2 separate regions of the Mus musculus genome follow, and region 1 is linked to region 2. A link is a contact called in public promoter capture Hi-C data. All regions are on one chromosome and are shown on one strand. The core of a region is the stretch at or near the end of the contact, and the rest is flanking DNA. Distances in the headings are between cores, read along the strand shown.

Region 1 (5,841 bases), core at 289-2,788, 490 kb after region 2:
ATCAGGCAGAGAAAGCTACCATTTTATACTCATAGCTCCTTCAGTGCCCGACCTGCTCACTCAGTGTTTCCTGGGGAGATGTGTGCAGCCACCACTTCACTGAAGACAGGGCACCGACCTCAGACCACAGAACTGATCCTATAGACTGAGCTCAGGCAACCTGTGAGTTCACTGAGTGTGGGTGACTTAGAGGCAGTTTGGGGTTTCCTGATGCCTGACTTAGTCCCCTCTCCCTACCATTATGAATCATGGGAGTTTCAGGAAGTCTGTGAGTCTCAGGGAGCCTTCCCTCAGGAGGAAGTGCCTCCATTGAGAGGACACTGCTAGACAGCCCCTGTGTCACCAATGCACAGAAGTGCTGAACGTATGCCATGTTTACCCCCAACAAACCCTACTTACAGACCAAGTGTCAGGGTAGACTTGGTCTCCCAAAGCCAGGATCCTGGTCCCCTGTTGAGGATCAGAGCTGACCAGGAAGTAGTCTGTGTTCCATGGCCTGCATCTACCTCCTCCCCATTTTTGGCTACAATGTCTCACTTGGCAGTCCAGCCTTGCCTGGAACTCATAGAAATCCCCCTGCCTCAGCTTCCTGGATGCTGGGATGACAGGTGTGTGCTACCATGCTTGGTTCTGGTGAAGCAGTTCTTGGTAGCCTGGTCTCCCCAGCTCAGGTCTCCCGAGGTTCACAGAGTTGCATCAGCCCCTTTTCAGGGCTCTGTGTCTGTGGGCAAGGCAGCTCTGCAGTAATTACTGTGGGAAGGGCTGAATGGCATGGCATGCTTAGCACTCACTAAGAGCAAGTCCTCAGGGAAGGGATGAGCAAGGGGTGTGTGTGAGCACAGTAATGCGTGTGTGCTCGTGTGTGCATGCCTGTGTGCACACACACATGTGCATGTGTATATGTGTTATGCACACACATATCCACATGTGTGCATGCATGTGTGTATGTGCACGTATATGTATGTGTGCGCATGTGTGTATGCATATGTGTGCATGAATGTGTGTGGGTGTGTTTGCATGTGTGTGGTCGCCTGTGTGTGCATCTGTGTGTACATCTGTGTGTATGTGGACTGTCACGGAGGTCTCCCCTGCAGCCCGAGGCCGAGAGCTCACTGGTCAGAGCTGCAGCATGGCTCCTGTCTCTCACTTCAGTGATGATTTGGGGATATGGTTGCGTCTCACCCAGAATCTCTGTAGCTTAAGTGATGTCATAGTGGGGCCACTGACCTGTCCCCTCTGCTGTGCATGGCGGTCACAAGGGTCTGAGTGGCCATTTCAGGCAGATCAAGTCTCCTTAAGGATGGGACAAATTGGCTTGGCCTCAGCCTTGGGATACCAGGATTAGCAAAGGGTGCACTTGGGTCCACATGGGTGTCAGGGAATGCTGGGTGCATGCCTGTCACCCCTGCACTCTGGAAGTGGAGTCAGTTGATCAGGAGTCCAGGGCCAAGTGTGGCTGAATGTCAGATAAATCCTTTGTCCATTTTTTGTTCTTTTTCTCTTGCAGGTGTCTAGCTGGAGCTTACCTTTGCCGAGCCATGGAGCCCACTGCACCAGACTTACAACTTGTGCCAGAGGTGACAAAGGCTGTCTCTGTATCTGCTCCAGACCCTGGCCCTTGTCGAACGGCTGTCATCGCAGTGGTGGGCATCAGCATGGCCATCGTGACCCTGGGAGTCCTTTCAGGTAAGTGGCAGGAAGAAGGCCTGGGTCCTCGGATGCAAAAGGACATCCCAAGTGTCAAAGGGCTGACCTTCCAGCCAGATCCAGCAGTGGCAAGGACAGGCTCTGGGGTCCAAGAATATGCTGGGTATGCAGGAAGTGTTTGCAATGACAAGAAGGAGCGGGTGGGCGGGCAGTCCTGTGGTCGAATGGGGAGGGAACAGATATGTCAGTTTTGACAGCTTAAGGCAGCAGGAGGGTCAGGCAGGACTACAGGGGTGTGGCTTAGGAGAGGCTGGGCTCATGCCTGTTAGCATGGTGATACAGTGATAATGGGTACAAACTGGGGAACTTGTGTGGAAAAAATTTAATTGGCCAGGCAGTTGTGGCATACACCCTTTGATCTCTGTGAGTTTGAGGCCAACCTGGTCTACAGATAAAGTCTAGGACAGCCAGAGCTGCACAGAGAAACCCTGTATTGATAAAAGATAACAGAATACATTGATAATTGTCCTACAGTCCCCAACTGTACTAATATGTATTAAGCTTTTCTGGACGGGCTAGGTTACTGCAGTCTGATGTGGCTGAATGCTGCCCCCTAGTGGCTGTGCCTGTCACGTGCAGTAGCATTCTCATCTCCCCTCGTGCTCTACCCCTTTGAGGGTTTCCTGTCAGTCCAAGTGGCACACAAACCTTTGCGATCATTTTTGAGGGATTTTCCTGGTTTTTGAGAAAGAGAAGGGTCTGACGTAGCCCGTGCTAGCCTCAAACTCTCACTGCTAAGGATAACTTTAAACTCATGGTCTCTGTCTCATTCTCCGAAGTGCTGGGACTAGAGATGTGCACCACCATGCCACCACCCAGGGCCAATGCCTGCAGGGAGTGCTCTACCCACTGAGCGATACAGCCCATTGGGATGATCCCTCTACCCATGAATCCACAAATCCATCCCGACGGATGGCTAAGACTCAGCACCCACACACTATCCGTTTGCTTCTGTTGTGTTATTTTGTTTTTTGTTGTTGTTGTTGGTGGTGGTTTTATTGTTTTGTTTTGTTTTGTTTTTTGTTTTTTTGAGACAGTTTCTCTGTGTAGCTCTGACTGTCCTGAAACTTGCTCTGTAGATCAGGCTAGCCTCCAACTCAGAGATCTGTGTACCTCTGCCCCCTAGGGGCTGGGATTAAAGGCGTGTACCACCACTGTCTGGCAGATTTTGTTTTTTAAATTTTATTTCTGGGGCTAAGAGATGGCTCAGAGGGTAAGATCACTGCACTTTCAGAGGTCTTGAGTTCAATTCCTAGCCCCCACATGATGGCTCAAACCTTCTATAATGCAGGAAGAATGCTGTATTCATAATACATAAGTAAATCTTTTTTTATTACGTATTTTCCTCAATTACATTTCCAATGCTATCCCAAAAGTCTCCCACACCCTCCCCCCCACTCCTCTATCCAATAAATCTTTTTTTAAAAAAATTTATTTCTGTGTATGAGCTTTTTACTTGCATGTATGCCTGTGCGGCGCATGCATGCAGTACCCACGGCCGCCGGCAGAGGGTGCAAGGCACACTGGACCTGCTATTATAGGCGGTTGTGAGCTATATTGGTGCTGGAACCAAGTCAGGCTCCAAATGCCTGAACTGTCTCTCCACCCCCTAATTTACTTGCTAAGGGTAAAAGGCTCTCGTGTTGCTCTTTTTTTTTTTTTGGTTTTCCGAGACAGGGTTTCTCTGTGTAACCCTGGCTGTCGGGAACTCACTCTGTAGACCAGTTTGGCCTCGAACTCAGAAATCCGCCTGCCTCTGCCTCCCAAGTGTTGGGATTAAAGGCGTGCGCCATCACTGCCCGGCCGTGTTGGTCTTAAATACCCTGACACCACAGTGTCCGTGTGGCAGCTTCCTGAGTGGAGGAAACTGAAGAGTCAGAAACTCCCTTTAGGAGAAGTGGTGGCACAGGCAGGGCCAGCTGGGGCGGGACGGTTGTAAAATCCAAGTCACCACAGCCTACAGAGCAAACCTGCTTCAAAAGAATGAAAAGAAGAGAGGCTGGGAGATGGCTCAGCCCCCACACAGGGACTACCTCGCCAGACACCAGGGTCTCCATCCCCACACAAGAAAAAGCCAGGTGCAGTAATGGATGCTTGTCATCTCAGAGTCAAGGACACAGGGGCTCCTCAGGTTCCCTGGCTGGTCCTAGTGGAATTGGTGCTGAATTGGTGAGCCGCTGTGTTCAATGAGAGACCCTGGCTCAAACACATGATGGAGAGAGAGGGAGAGGGGCCGGGGTGGGGTGGGGAGTCGATTTGATGACCTGACGTTCACATGTGTCACAAACTGTCAAAGAAGGCATGCCAGCCTGGAATGTGGCCTCTGGATAAATTGTACAAAGGTTCTGGTGTCTGCCAGCTTACTCTGTCCTCTGCAGGAGTCACTGCCCCATCCTAGGAAGGAGGTTGGGACACTGTAAGACCTCCTGAGGGACTGTGACCTGTGATGTCACTGACTCAAGTCAAGGAAGCTGACTTTGGGGACAGCCCATGTCACTTTATACTGTCTCTGGGAGTCCTCAGGACAGCCTTCAGCAGAGACTCAATGCTGCTCCACCTGGGGAGTCAGGTCCTGTGTGTATGGAGGCTCGGCAGGTGAGCCCCAAGCCCACAGTGGGGCTGTCTCACCAGGCACCCGTCTTGTCCGCAGCCTTCTTCTCCGCACAGGGCGCCCACGTGGAGCACATAGCAGAGCTACATGGGATCCGTTTCACCAGTTCTTTGCAGCAGGAGAACTCTGACTTCTACCGCCTACTCACGCATGCTCTGCAGACACTGGCAAGTACAGCTGGGGCCTGGAGGCAGGGTCAGCTTGGTAGACTCTGGGGGAGGGGAGGTCGGTCTGTGGGGTGAACGGGGAGACGCTGTGCTCTGCATCCACCTACTAAACAGACGTGATATTTTTATCATGGAGTCTATTCTGTGTTGGTTTCTTACTGAGCACAATGTCCCAAGGTTCCTGCATGCTGGGGACATGTCAGAGACCCCACCTGTTCACAGCTGCATGCTGGTTCAGTGTTGGAATGGATCATGTGTTGTGGATCATTCTTTTATCCACCCACTCATCCATCTATCCATCCACCACCCACCCACCCACCCACCCATCTCCCCATCCATCCACCCACCCACACCTATTCCCCCATCCCCCATCTATCCATCTCTATGGTCATGCAGCTGCTCCTACCTCTCAGTAGCTCTGACTAGTGCACATGTTAATGTGCAACTCTCCCAACAACCCTTCATCTCCCAGACCTGTTTGAGATGTTGCTTTAAGTCTCTGTGGTTGGGCTAGAGAGATGGCTCAGCAGTTAAGAACACTGCCTGTTCTTCCAGTGGTCCTGAGTTCAAATCCTAGCAACCACATGGTGGCTCACAACCATCTATAGGGGGATCTGATGCCCTCTTCAGGAAGCAGATGTATATGCAGCAGAGCACTCATACGTTAAATAAATAATATTAATATATATATATTTTAAAGTCTCTGTGGTTATAGCTTGGAAGCAGCATATATTCTTATATTCTTTTCCACAGCTGAGTAATATTCCATTCCTTTATTCCTTTCCACTGCTCAGTTCCATTTCGTTACATGCCTCGATTGCACCGTGTTTGTTAATCTATTGACAGAAGAGTGTTTCACGTGACCAACTTCACAATGCCCTCCCTGCCTGATCTCTGGCTGTGGTCCTGTTTGTTTCTCTGTGGTTATAGCATCGTTGCTCTCATTTCTGTTGCAGTTTGTGAGTAGTTTCCAGAAAACAGAGTTAGAGTCGAGCTGCGCAGGCTGCACCGTGCTTAGTTACAGGTGAGCTGGGACCTCTGTGAGGGTGTAGCAGCTATGGTAGACATTGTGGAGATGCCAGAAGCATATAGATAATTCTAGAACCTTCCAGAAGTATCTGGAAGATTCCCAGCTGTGAGCTTGCCCTCCACCCTCAAGACCCTCCCCTCTTGCATGTAGGGATGGCAATTCCACTGTGATTGTACATTTCCGGCTACACTTTCTGCTCCGAGCCCTCCAGCCCCTGAGCCTGAAGCAGGAAGCAGACATCTTGCAGAAAGGAATCCAGGCAAGGCTGCAGGAACAAGGTCTTTCCCTGGCTGCCTATGGCACCATCGTGTCAGTCGAGCTGACAG
Region 2 (6,581 bases), core at 1,633-4,132:
GGGCAAGGTGGCCCTGGGTTCTCAAAGAAAGCAGGCAGGTGGAAGAGACCATGAGGAGCAGTAGGTAGCACCCCCAACAGCCTCTGCATCAGCGCAGCCTCAGTCAACGGCTGTAGCTGGGAGATTAAAATAAACCTCATCCTCCCGAGCTGCTTTTGCTGTTTTATCACGGCAACAAATGGCCAACTAGGCTAGATGCGCTTGGGTGGGATAAGCTGGAACCACAGATGTCAGAGGCAAGGGCCCTGAGGCTGACGCCCTGTCCCTATATCCAGGGTGCCCTCCATGTGGCTCTGAGTCCATTTACTGAGCTGAGACTTGCGGACCACACCAATCCAGGGCTTATGAACATCTGCTCAGTGTCCAGGGGTCACCCCAGCACAGTGGGGGACTCAAGGCCAAGCTTGCTGTTGGCCACCAATGGCACCCCACATCTCAGTAACACAGCAGACTGGGACTGAGCCCGACGCCCCTGGACTTGATTCTCCAAAGAGTGCTAAGCTATACATTTACATGGAACTGTGGTGGGCTCCGCCTCCAGAAAGAGGCAGCAGGCAGCAGGTGACTTTGAGACAAAAGATGATAATCCTTGACTTCTTCATTTGGCCACACAGACTCTGAACAGGTCTGGAAAACTGGTCCCAGTACAGTTACAGGGGATGGCATTGGGCGGGAAGCCAGCCCAAGGTGGCATTGAGCCTACACAAAGGGACAGCTGGCTCACAGATGACTGTCCCCACCCTCGAGGGCCCCTAGGCCCAGCACCGCCCATTCTCGGTAGGCATGGAACGGATAAATGACAGAAGAGCAGGGGATACTCCTGGAACTCGGGAAGTGGCCACGGGTGGCCTTTGCTTGTTGGAGGATGGCAGTCACCTTTGCAATTCAAACCACTCACATCCTCCTCCATTCCTGAGGGTCCAGGGATGCCTGAGCCCCACCCTAAAGTTCTTAGGCTGATCCCCGATCTTAGCTGGGATATGAGGAGTGGGCTGCTGTGGTGAGGAGGGAAGGGGAAAGTTGGGGGTCATCACTATCCAGGCTTGTGGGTGTGTGAAGGGCCGGGCACTGCCCACCACAGTCCTGCCCGCCCCAGCAGCTCAAGGGCCAATGAGCAACGGCTGGCCTGATGTCACTGTGCGAATCTCAGCCTGGCTTTCGAACAAAGAGAACAATGGGGCGGCCAACAGAGACACTCCCCAGCTCCACAGTGCTGCCGCAGGGACCCCCATGTCTGGGTAGATTAGATCCCTATACCCTGGGACCGCTGGGGGTCAGCCTGTCAAGATGGGCGGGGTGAACCCCATGGAGAGCTTCTACAGCCAGGAGACCCTCCTATAAATGCCAGATTCTCAAGCTCAGGGTTCGCTGGGGGCTATAGTCATTTTCTCAGAGGACAGCACCTAGTCCGGACCTCCAAGCTAGAGAGCTAAGAGAGGCACCTTCTATCTAAACTACTATACTTCAATCCTGCCCTCCGGGCACCCTCCCTGGGCTAGCAAGTCTAAGCTGGCCCCGCCCCATGCCTATCTGTGGGTGGGTGGGGGGCAGCCCTAGCTGCTTCTAAGGGGCCTATGTCCTAAGGTGTCCCCCAGCTATGGCACATGGACTGTGGTTGTCCCTAGGAACCCAGACAAAGGCCGCGGTTGTGGCCACAGCTTGGGCAGTGCCCAACTTCTGCAGCAGCCGGCAGCTTTGAACAAAGGCGCCAAGAAATCCACCGAGGCCTAGATTCCACACGGGGCGTGTCCCTGGGGTCTCCTGGTCACATTCACCCTGGGCTAGAACGGGCCACAGCTTGTCCCTTCCTCCCACCAATACATACGTGCCCCCCTCAATATTTATCCAGGAGAATAAGCGCGCCCCTGCACTCCTCGACGGCAGCCACTCACCCTGACGACCCACGATCTCCGCGACATGCTCCGAGCTGGGCACCGGCACACACTCGGTCATGTTCACGCTTTTCTTGCGACTCCCGATCACGTTCAACTGCTCAGCCAGCAGCGTCGAGGGACCCAGGGCAGCCGGGTGTGGCGCGAAGCTGGCGAACACGTCTGGGGGTGATGGCCGGGGGCTCACGTCGGGGTCCAAAAGAGGCAGCCCGCCGGGGGCCACCGAAGAAGCCACGGCCATCGTGGGTGCCAGGGTCACCGAGGGTGTCAGTGCCATTGAGGGTGCCACCGTCACCGAGGGTGCCACAGCCATGCAGGGTGCACAAGTCACCGAGGGTGCCAGGGCCATCGAGGGTGCACTGGTCACCGAGGGTGCCAGGGCCATCGAGGGTGCACAAGTCACCGAGGGTGCCAGGGCCATCGAGGGTCCCACGCCCATCGAGGGCGCACCAGTCACCGGGGGCGCCACGGCCACCTCGAGCTCGTCGGGGGGCGCGGGCTCATCCTCTCCGCATTCTGTCGCCCCGTCCGCGCTGCGTGTCGCCATCCCTTCATCTCCGGGGCGCGCGCCCCCCAGCCCGAGCGCGGACAGCTGGTCCAGCGCCAGGCGCAGCGCAGCGGCCGCGTCGTCGGGCTCGGGTGGCGGCCGGGGCGCGGCATCCTCGGCTCCCGCGAGTGCAGGGTGCGGATGCCCGGGGTCGCCGGCGGTGGTCCCGGTTCCCGCGCCGCCCGCGTCGGGCTGCCCGGTGGAGCCCGGCATGGCTTTAGCGCTCGGGCCCGCGCCGCCGCCGCCGCCCGCGCCGCCCTCCGCGTCTGCGAGCTCGGCCGCCGGCCGCCGGCATCCAGCGGCGGGGCGGGGACGGCGGCGCGGGGATGCTGCGGGGACGCGGGGCTGCGGGGCGGTGGCGCTGTGGCAGGGCTGGCGGCGGCTCCTGGGCGGCCGAGGCGGCGGCGGCGGCGGCGGCGGCGGCGGCGGTGGCACGGGACGCTCGTGCCCTCCCTCCCTCCGCCCTCCCGCCGCCCCGCCCCGGCCCCGCCCCGCGACGTCACCGCGGCCAACAATGGGCAACGCCGCTGCGCACGCGCGGGCCGGGCCGGCAGTCACGTGTTTGCCCCGCCCCCGCCCAGGGTGCGGACCCTCCCCTTCCTCCTCCCTCTCCCCCTCCCCCTGGCCCGCCCGCACGTGCGGGAGGCGCCACAGGTGGGTCGGCGGAGCCCGCAGTTCTGAGCCACCTTGGTGCGTCCCGGGGATATGGGGAGGGTCGTGTGCTCCAGGAGCCCTCGCCATCACCCCTGGCTTCCCCGGCCTCCTCCCAGTGCCCGCCAGGGGACCTTCGGGACCTCTATCAGGGATCACTTGGCGGCCACACTGTGTTTCCCCTTCCCCGATCCCACAAAATCATCTCTGTGCTCAAAAGTGTGGAGTCCCCCTCCTGTGTCTTTCTTCTCTAGTCAGTCCTCGCTCTTCGAGAGCAGGGAAATCCTCCCCGTGTGCCTGGAGACCTTGGGGACCCTCTGGCAGGGATCACCTCGCAGCCACACGGTGTTTTCTTTCACATCAGCCCCTACACTGTGACTACATCGTAAAGGCAATATTCTCTAGTACCTGGCTTGCCCCAGGCTGTCCTTGCCCTCCAGAAGCCGGGGATTTCTACCTATGTGCACCTGGGGACTCTCTAGTTTAGGGTACCACACTGACTCTGGTCCCCCACCTCACCCTCAGTCATGGAACCCACTCTGAGTAACAGGGTGGCGCCAGCTCCTGTGCTGTGTTCTTCCAGCTGGTTCTGTCCTCCTCCTGACGACGGCGCCTCTATCCCAAGCACATTTAATGACTTGGGGACCCATTCCCCGAGTCACGTCCTTCCTGGCATGGTGTCTGGGCAGCCAGAGGTCCCTTTCCCCAAGTCAAGCCTTTCCCAACAGCTCATCCTTGGGGGTGGAGGGGGTTGTGTACACCCAAACTTAGACATAAGCACTTAGAACTTGTGGGGTGAATCGCTTCCCAGCAGACACTGCCCATAATCATTTGAGACGACCCTCACTGGAGATGCTGGGCTCTGAGGAAGGCAGCCTCTTCCACAGGCTCTGCCTACCTCCAGGGCCATACTGTCCCCAGCTGTTGCATATACCTCAGAGTTCCTGTTGAGATTTCTCATGAACAGGGAACAGGATGGACCTTGTCTGGGTCCTTGCCTACAGCTGACTGCAACCTCAGGTCAGTTGTGTCCCAGGGTCTGGGGCAGAGGCCGCTCCATTCTGCAGCGTTCTTAGCCACAACAGTGCCCCTCCCCCAATCCATGCCTTCCTGTCACTTTTACAACCATCATGAACACAAGTGCAGGTTGGAACACAGAGTGTCCTCACACCCCCAGTGTGTTAGTTCTTCTGCCCAGAAGCCACCTTGACCCTAATAAAAGGTCAAGAGCCAGTAGGGTACCATGGCTCACACCTCTAAGTCCCAAGCCATCCTAGTTTACTCAGGAAGTTCCAGGTCAGCCAGGGCTGTGAATTAAGAGCCAGTTTAATAATAATTACTATTATTATTATACTTAGATTATTGTTAAATCAAAGCTGGATGCTAGTGGCACAGGACTTGGGAGGCAGACAGGCAGTTTCTCTGTGAGTTTGGGGCTAGCCTTGTCTACACAGGGAATTCCAGTACAGACAAGACTATGAAGAGAAACCTTGCTTCAGGAGGGCGGGGAGAAAAGGAAAAAAAAAAAAAAGGAAGTACTGACTCCTCTTCCTAACATCTATGTCTAGCCATTCCCTGGGCCCCAGCTACAGTCCTTGTCCTTGACTTGGCAGAAACTTCAGCAGCCTTGGCAGGTATTCAAAGCCAGAGGCTAACCTGGGCTGCACGCAGTCAAGCGGGTCACTTCTGCCCACCCAGCCAGAGTTTGAACTACTGGCTGTGAGCAGAGATGGAGGGCAGAGACACTCAGATGTGAAGCTGTGGACCAGGAGGGAGGGGAGAGAGGAGGGGGTGTGAAGCTGAGCACCAGAGGCACCTCAAGTAGCCTTCCAAGATTCGGAAAGAGACAGCCTCAAAATGGTGAGGCTCCAAATTTAAATTATAGCCGAGTGTTTGCGATCCCAACACCTGGGAGGTGAAGACAGGAGACCCTGTGCATCGAGGTCAGTGGTCCTAGCCTAATTCCTGAGTTCCAGGTTCAGCAAGAGACTCTGTCTCAAACTAAGTCTGTGGGGGCAGAGAGAGAACTCACTGCTTTTGTAGGGACCTGGGTTCAGTTCCCAACACCGACATGACAGCTTACGACTGCTTGTAAGTCCATTCCCAGGAGACCCACTGCCCTCTTTGGACCTTTAGGGCTCCTGTATGCATGTGGTGCACAGACAGAAACTCAGGTGTACACATTTTTTTTTCCCTGTGTGTAGCCCTGGCTGTCCTGGAACTCACTCTGTAGACCAGGCTGTTCGAACTCAAGAGATCCACTTGCCTCTGACCAAGGGGTAAACTGAGTATGGTGTCTCACGCCTTCAATCCCAGCACACAGGAGGCAGAGGCAGGTGGGTCTCCTTGAGTTTGAGGCTAGCCTGGTCTAGAGAGAAAGATCTTATCTATAAACATCAACAGCATAAGGGCATTTCTCTTACCCAGCATGCAGAGAGCCCAGTTCTAGAGACAGTGCAGGGAGGGTTTCAGGTGAGGCTGCTGGGGCATTTCCCTGGAGGAGCCTTTCGGGTGTGGAACTGACCCCAGGAACCAACACTGGGTGAAGTACTTGCCCTGCCACTGTGATGGGCCTGAGTCACATCCCCAAGACGTAGGCATGTAAAATCCTGATATGGTAGGCCCTGACCCTGCCAGTGACCTGCTGGAAGGGACCTGAGGGGTGACATCAGCTGTGGTGGACTACGACAGGCATGCATGAACACACACAGACACCATGAACAACATAAACCAATAAAGCAAAGTAACCTAAGATAAACTCAACACTTGGAGGGCTGTGGTGAGTCTCAGCAGTGGAGTGCAGCCGAGCCTATGTTCATCCTAATCTCTAAACAAACTAAGAAATAAATACGAGGAAGACGTGATTCAATGCTTACAGTTCTGGCCGCTCTCCCAAAGACTCGGGTTCACTTCCCAACACCCACATGGTGGCTCACAACTGTCTGTAACCCCAGTCCTAGGGTTCTGAGCCCTTGCGGCTTTTGTATGTGCTGCTCACACAGGGTGCACACCTCAAGTTCCTGAAAGCACGGACAGGCACTTGCTTCCAAGCCTGCCAGCGGCACCTGACGCCCTGGACCCTGCCCTCAGACCTTTACTCCAACGCTGTGGAATTAAAGATGTGAACAGCTACAGAGAGATGAGGAGGCAGTTTGCAGCCCCTTTATGGAAGGGAAGGTAGCCTGGGTCACTTTGCTGAGCCTTGGTACAAGCTTCCCTTAATGACAATAAAGCTAAATGTGCAGCCCTTTGATTCATTTGGAAGTGAATCCATGTTGGAGTCCATGTCCAGGGTCGAGTCTTGGTGGGCAGCACAGTGGTCTGGGTTCCATCCCCAGCGCTAAAATCATGAGCCTCCTCCATATAGTTCCAGAATTTCCCATCATCCCAAAGGAGGCCCTATCCTCCTGATGCCTGTCCTCATGGTTGTTTCCTGCTTTCTCCAGGTCTGGAGTTTACTGTTACAGAGTCCCACTGTGAGCTTGTCTGTG

The links. Promoter capture Hi-C pulls out the DNA fragments that hold promoters and counts their contacts.
Region 1: a contact with region 2 is called in a promoter capture Hi-C map of pre-B cells, with 2.3 times the contacts expected there. The contact joins the promoter of Tmprss9 here to the promoter of Mex3d in region 2. A contact is called at or near these places in 3 of 39 promoter capture datasets (erythroid cells, liver and pre-B cells) and 1 of 9 other capture datasets (liver).

What each region holds. Positions count from the first base shown.
Region 1 is chr10:80,878,278-80,884,118 of GRCm38.p6, forward strand. It overlaps Tmprss9 (transmembrane protease, serine 9), which reads left to right and starts at 1,539. Exons shown (of 18, transcript NM_001081688.2): 1 at 1,539-1,686; 2 at 4,358-4,485; 3 at 5,442-5,509; 4 at 5,666-5,841. The coding sequence starts at 1,539.
Region 2 is chr10:80,384,769-80,391,349 of GRCm38.p6, forward strand. It overlaps Mex3d (mex3 RNA binding family member D), which reads right to left and starts at 2,883. Exons shown (of 2, transcript NM_198615.2): 1 at 1,893-2,883. The coding sequence starts at 2,652. It overlaps Gm30823 (a long non-coding RNA gene), which reads left to right and starts at 2,992. Exons shown (of 3, transcript XR_380610.3): 1 at 2,992-3,129; 2 at 6,537-6,581.